2 separate regions of the Mus musculus genome follow, and region 1 is linked to region 2. The links are chromatin contacts, called in public HiCAR-type maps. All regions are on one chromosome and are shown on one strand. The core of a region is the stretch at or near the end of the contact, and the rest is flanking DNA. Distances in the headings are between cores, read along the strand shown.

Evidence for each region. HiCAR-type assays count read pairs that join an accessible place to other places.
Region 1: a contact with region 2 is called in a HiCAR-type map of astrocytes, with 2.9 times the contacts expected there. The contact joins two enhancer-like sites. A contact is called at or near these places in 3 of 484 Hi-C or Micro-C datasets (bone marrow-derived macrophages, myocytes and stem cell-derived neural stem cells) and 4 of 115 datasets of contacts at active chromatin or transcription factors (astrocytes, embryonic basal ganglia and stem cell-derived neural progenitor cells).

The regions. Positions count from the first base shown.
Region 1 is chr9:61,871,054-61,874,042 of GRCm38.p6, forward strand. Gm34974 (a long non-coding RNA gene) reads right to left here. Exons shown (of 6, transcript XR_001779199.2): 3 at 2,698-2,821. Among named protein-coding and RNA genes, the nearest start is that of Gm34974, 26 kb to the right of the region's middle. Within about 2 kb of position 1,663, at least 53 of the 459 cell types and tissues checked have an H3K27ac peak or open chromatin away from gene starts, as enhancers often do. A contact at or near this core is called in astrocytes and embryonic basal ganglia, where this site is marked.
Region 2 is chr9:61,548,670-61,551,814 of GRCm38.p6, forward strand. No RefSeq gene overlaps it. Among named protein-coding and RNA genes, the nearest start is that of Gm34424, 41 kb to the left of the region's middle. Within about 2 kb of position 1,417, at least 47 of the 459 cell types and tissues checked have an H3K27ac peak or open chromatin away from gene starts, as enhancers often do. A contact at or near this core is called in astrocytes and embryonic basal ganglia, where this site is marked.

The sequences.
Region 1 (2,989 bases), core at 413-2,912, 320 kb after region 2:
GATAGATAGATAGATAGATAGATAGCAAAAAAAGTAATAGTTGCCCTGCTCGATATCAAAGTGTGTTCATAATCATCATCAATTAAAATTGTTAATCCTGGAAGAAGGCACATCAGACAGATGGATTGATGGATCGGACCAAATGTACCAATGATGTACAATGGCCAGATGTACGCCTGCCTATGTGAGACATGGAACAAGTGGTCACATATCTTTTATCTGCAGGTAAGAGTAGCTACAGACAAATAGGTGGAGAGTTGACTTCCAGCTGTCTACATGGGAAAAGCAAAAGCCAGATGCCCTCAAGGGTCATCGAGACCAGGTTAGGCAGGCTACTCTGCTGCCCCACCTCCAGGTCTCTCCTCAGTGCCCCCAGACAAGCTATCTCTGCCTCCCCTGCCCCCACAGCAGCAGGGGTGCTTGACCCCATACAGCCCTCTTTCTTGTACTGCATTTCTGTAACCAGTTTGCCTTCTCCAGGGGACAGTGTATCCCAGAGGAAGAACTGCCTCTCCTGCTGACCTCAGGGCACCAGCCCCACTCTGGGCACACTGGGGGGTGGGGGAAAGGACCAGGACTTGCAGTAAGGGCTTTGAGAAACTTCCCTGCACTCGTGGTTTGCCTGGGCACTGGGCTGAGGGACCAGTATTGATCTTAGAGCAGTATTGAGGTGGGGGGGTAGTAGAGACAGAGAGAGAAAAGCCCAAAAGGCATGGAATTTGCAACTGAGAACACCCTTGATGGGAGGAGTGACCTAATTTCTGTGGGTTGCCCTCTGACCTCCAGGCCCATGCTAATACACACACAAGCCTCCCCATCCCACGAAATAAAAAATTGTCTAGCAGGACAGGAACCCACGGCAACCGAGATGTTTCTCAGAAGAAACCAGTGTAAGGGGTTTGGCAACTGGGAACACAGGAGTGAATGGGGCAAGACATGCTGGCCCCTCCCCCGGGCACCCAGACTATCCAATATGGAAAATACCCCTTCTCCACTACATGAGAATGGGGGCCCTAGCCCTACAGGGATAAAGAGCATCAGTCGACATAGACAAAATTCACCTTGGTCCCATTCCCTCCCGGTGACCTTGGCAACCTCCACTGCTCCCCCAACTCTTCCCCACCCCCCAGGCTTCAATTCCTGGGCTGTAAATTGAGCTCAACCTTTGATTCCCCTCTTGCCTGCCTTTTGAGGAGAGCCCTAGAATTTTCCATGGGGCAGTTGCACAAAAGAGAGCCATTGAGAACTAGAGCTGATGCCTGGTATAGGGACCCTGGACTGTGCTCTGTCCCTGAGAATGGCACAGACTGCAGCTGGGGACCACAGGGACGCCTCTGGAGGCCCCGCCAGTGGCACCGCCTGCCCAAGAGGCTCCGCTCTTGTCAGAATATTAACACCCTGGGTGCATTTGTGTGTCACTCATGATTGCAACCACGGTTCCAAAAGAATTATGCAGCATGCATATTTATGAGACAAGCCCAGACAAAGACTACCGCATTTTAAAAGATGCAATTATCTCTAAAAAGTTCAGCTTTATTTTCATGCTAATGAATACAATATTTTTAAGCAAACCTAATTGGTTTGCCTGGGCTGCTCTAAAGGCCCTCAACTCATTAGAGCTCCGAGGTCCCCTTCAGAGGGGGCTTTAGAGGAACCAGGGGATGCAAAGGGGGCTGAGGCACAGTGCCCCAACCCCCTTCCTGAGCCCTCTGTCTGGGTGACCAGGAGGCCTCCAGGAGGGCCACCCTGGTAGTCTGGGAATGAGGAGATCAGGGAAACTATGGGGCAAAACGAATATCCTCCCTCCTCTGCAGGGTAGAAGCCACACCATCTACCACAGAACTTGAAACTCTGGCTCCCTAGCAGTCACTGGAGTGACATTTAGAAAGGGAATCTTTTCCTAGCCGGCTATCAGCCAAGGGCTTCAGGTCGAAGTGGGTCAAAGGGTGGCGAAGCCCAGGGCCCTTATCCCAACCCCCACCTTGAGTTTTGATGTCCTCTTGCGGGCTGGACCTGGTGCTAGCTAACTCCAGAGACACTGTCTGCTGTGGAAGCCTGTCTCTGCCTGCTCATCACGGCCTGCTGAAGGTCAGGTTGCCTTCACTACTTTACACACGAGGAAAAGGGGCCGATGAAACAACCTGCAGACCCTAGGTGTTCTCCGAGACGAGCCTAAATGACCACCCAGCCTCCTTCTGTGTCTCAGGCAACTTCCTGCAGTTTAAGCTGGGTCCTTTGCTTACATTCCTGCTTATACCCAGACCCCCAAACGCACACAGGGCACAGGGCACAGCTGTGCAGGCTGTACACCGTGCAGGCTGTACCCTATACCCACACTGATGTGGTCTCTGAAGTCCTGCAGCCGCACTATACCCAACTCAGCAGACCTTACTTCTGCTGGCTTCCTGTGGGGCCATTTGAGGATCGTATGCCTGAAAGTTGTCCGGGAAAGATTTATGGGCCCAACCTGCACATTTCTGCTTGAACAACTCCCCTTAACCACATCCTCGGGGCCAAAATCCAGGAGCCCAGAACAGAACGCTGTTCAGGAAATGACAGACAGGCTGCAAAGGCCGGAGGCCGGGAGGCCAGCAAAGCACAAACCCAAGCAAGCATAGGCTGGGAGTTGGGGGCAGGGCAGCCTCTAGCCTGGAGGTGAAGAGAGGGAGAGTCCAACTCTGAGATTTCATGCCTCACCTTTCCCATCTGCAGATGAGGAGCCTGTACCCACTGATCACTCTATGCAGACGTCTTCCATTTCTAGGAAGGCTTTGCACAGAAGAGCAGAGGAAAGAAGCTACACCTCAAAGCCAGAGTCAATCTGTAAAAACAAGCAAACAAAACAAAACAAACAGAAGGGCTGGTGAGATGGCTCAGCGGGTAAGAGCACCCGACTGCTCTTCCGAAGGTCAGGAGTTCAAATCCCAGCAACCACATGGTGGCTCACAACCATCCGTAACGGGATCTGACGCCCTCTTCTGGAGTGTCT
Region 2 (3,145 bases), core at 167-2,666:
ACCATGCAAGGTTGAAAAAGGAGCATCCGGACAGTTCAGCAGATACAGGCATGTCCACCAAGCGTTTGATGCGCAGAACCCACACAGTAGAAGGAGAGAACCGATTCCTGCAAGTTCCCCTCCCAACCTCCATTTGCACCACAACCCCTCATGTGTACACAGGGCATGCACACACATAGACAATGATAACACATTTTATTATTATTATTATTTCAAGAAGAATTAGCACACATACTTTTTTTCTCCTCACAAATAGGCTTTTTTTTTTTTACTGTGGAAACCAGGCTAAATAAAGTTTAAAAATTTAAAAAGAGATGGTAAAATATGAGATGACATCAACATGTGTCAGCTCTGAACCTTACAGGGAGTTGGCCCTGGTGGGCTTGAGGGGATGGGGGTTCATTAGGAGCAGAGATCAAGATGAGGAACAGAGGGTAAGTGTTGTATGTGTGTGTGGGTGGGGGGGGGGTGTCCCAATATTCTTGGGAACAGGTCTGCCAACCATGGCTGCCCTTTCATCCACAGGCCTCCCTGCCTTGGCACCCACTTTCTGTGCAGAACTGAGCCTGGCCAGCAACGTCTGACTGCAGTACCAGGTGACCTTGACACAGTCACCTGACTGCAGTACCAGGTGACCTTGACAGTCACACCTTTAGAAGCATCAAAGCCAGGGTAGGCGTGCTCCAGCCATGCCCAAGTCCAAGTTTCTGCCCCATACCTGCTGCCAGACAAGAACTGAGCAAGGAGCCTAGCCCACCCCATGTCCAAAGCCTCTTTTCTTGATCAGCACGAAGCCCAATCCAGGTGGGTCCTGGATTGATATTAATTAATTAGCAAAGTTTTCCCTCTTGCCAGAGCAGCTCTGACTGGTGGTGTCAGGTGGGTAGGGGTGAGGGTGTTGTCCTCAGGAGTCCTAAATCCAAGCCCCAGGGCATCACTAAAACAGTGCACAGGGCCTTAGACTGGCTGCCTCCTCCCTCTCTTCAGGGACCTGGGATAAGACCCAGCTTCCAGCATTCCTGTTCCAAGTGACAAGGGCACAAGCCCTTGTCAAAGCACAGCCTTCCTTCATCCCTCTCTGCTGTGCTGAACTGCCTATCGTGACAGTCCCCCAACCCTGCACCACAGGGAGACCCAGAAACCCAGCCAGAACCCTGCCTAACGAGAAGGCAAGTGCTTGACACCACGTCCTGTTCCACAGGCAGTCTCCTGCCGGGAGACATGGGGGCACTTCTGGGAAATAAGCTGTGGACAACAAGGGTGCCTTTGTATTTTAGACCTGCTGCCACTCTCTGGCTGGGTGACCTGGGGCAAATTAATTACCCTCTCTGAGCCTTGGTTCACCCTCAGTCCTAAGAATAATCACAACCTCAAGGGATAATTGTAGAGTGGAAAGAGATGAATACCAAGCACTTAAAGCACTCAGCCCCTCCTCCCTCCAGGCCAAGCATCTTGTTTACCCTTGCTTTAGGCACAGGACTGCACAGAGTAGTCTCTGTGTTCCCTTCTTTCTAAAGAAAAGACGAAATACACTGGGCCATTGTCACTCTTGCCAATACATTGTCTCATTCAGTTCCCATAGCAGCCTGGCATGGTCCAGCACTTGCTGTCCATGGGTCTCAAGTGCAGGAATTCAATCACCCATGGTTTGAAAATATTTGGAAAAAAACATATTGGGTTTGTATTGAAGAAGCACTGGCCCTCTCCCTTACTATCCTTTAGCAGAGCATTTAAACATAATAGCACAACTATTTACGTCCCATCGTGTCGTTTTATTGGGGTAGCTTATGGAGTGTGGAGATGCTGTGAAGGGTGAGAGGAAGTAAAGAGATATGCAAATCATATGCAAATATAGCACCACCTCAGAGGAGGGGCTTCAGGACCTGTGGCTTTGCCATCCATCATGGAGACTATGGATGGAGGTTAATATACAGTTAGGGAAATCATTGTGTCATCAGGCCAAGAGCTCACTGACAGTGGTCCCTAGGTGGGCCTATGTGTAGGACACATAAGCTATTGTGTCTAAGGTCCTAAGCTAAGGGTAGGACCATGGATATCGGTGAAGTTAAGAAAGGGAGGAAAGGAGCTAAAACCTGCCTGTGAAAGAGCTGATGGTCACCAGCAGGGATGCCTGTACTGGACATCCCAGGGATGGTGCAGGACACAGCCACTTAGATGGCCTGGACCCCGCTGAGACTGCCTTAAACATCCCCATGATGTCCGTAGGTGGGGGATTGCCTGACATGGACCCCTAAGTGTCTAGCTCTTTGCATGACTCTCCTGAAATCTGATCCCAAAGAGCCCACACTGGCCTCGAGGCTAAGGACACCTCACCTGAACTAAGCTCCATCACTGGTCAAACTATTCTCTTCTCCAAATCTCAGTTACCCTCTGTGAAATGGGTGTAAGCATAGGATCTGCTCCTCGTGGCTGTTAGGATGCTAAACATGAACAAATGTGTCACCAGTGTACCACATAAACAAGCCTCCTTGCCAGCAAATGTCGGCCATTGATATTTGCTCCTATTGCTGAAGCAACAGAGGACTGACTTGGTGTCACCTGCCTCTCTCCCTCAGAATGTGGTGGGCCACACCTGCCACAGAAGTTCAGGGGATTAGGCCTCTCAAGTCTCCCACTCTCTCACAGCAAGCTCAGCTTCCATTCGGAACTTGCTCGGGATTCGTGTGGTGTGGGACGCACTGGATCCCAGAACCACTGCAAAGCACACGGGAGGCTGTAGGACTAATGTGCCTTGCCTCATCTCTGCTCTCTTCTCCCTCAGTCACCAAAATCCTAGCGCTCTCAGCTTCTTCCTCTTGTTCCAGACTAGATAACGAGGCTCCAAAGAGCACATGATGAATTCGCTCACTCTGGGAGACAGATGGCTGAGAGCCACTTGACATACTCTTTCCCCGAGAGGTTTATTTTATTTCTAAGAAGAATGGAAACTTGATCTGGGGAGATGGCTCAGTCAATAAGGAGCTTGCCTTGCAAGTACACGACAGCCTGAATCTGTTCCCAAAACCCACATCGAAAAGACAGGGGCAGGGGAGATGGCTCGGCAGCTAAGAGCACTTGTTCCTCTTGCATGTGACATGGGTTCTAGTGCCAGCACTCACAAGGTGGCTCACAACTATCCTTAACT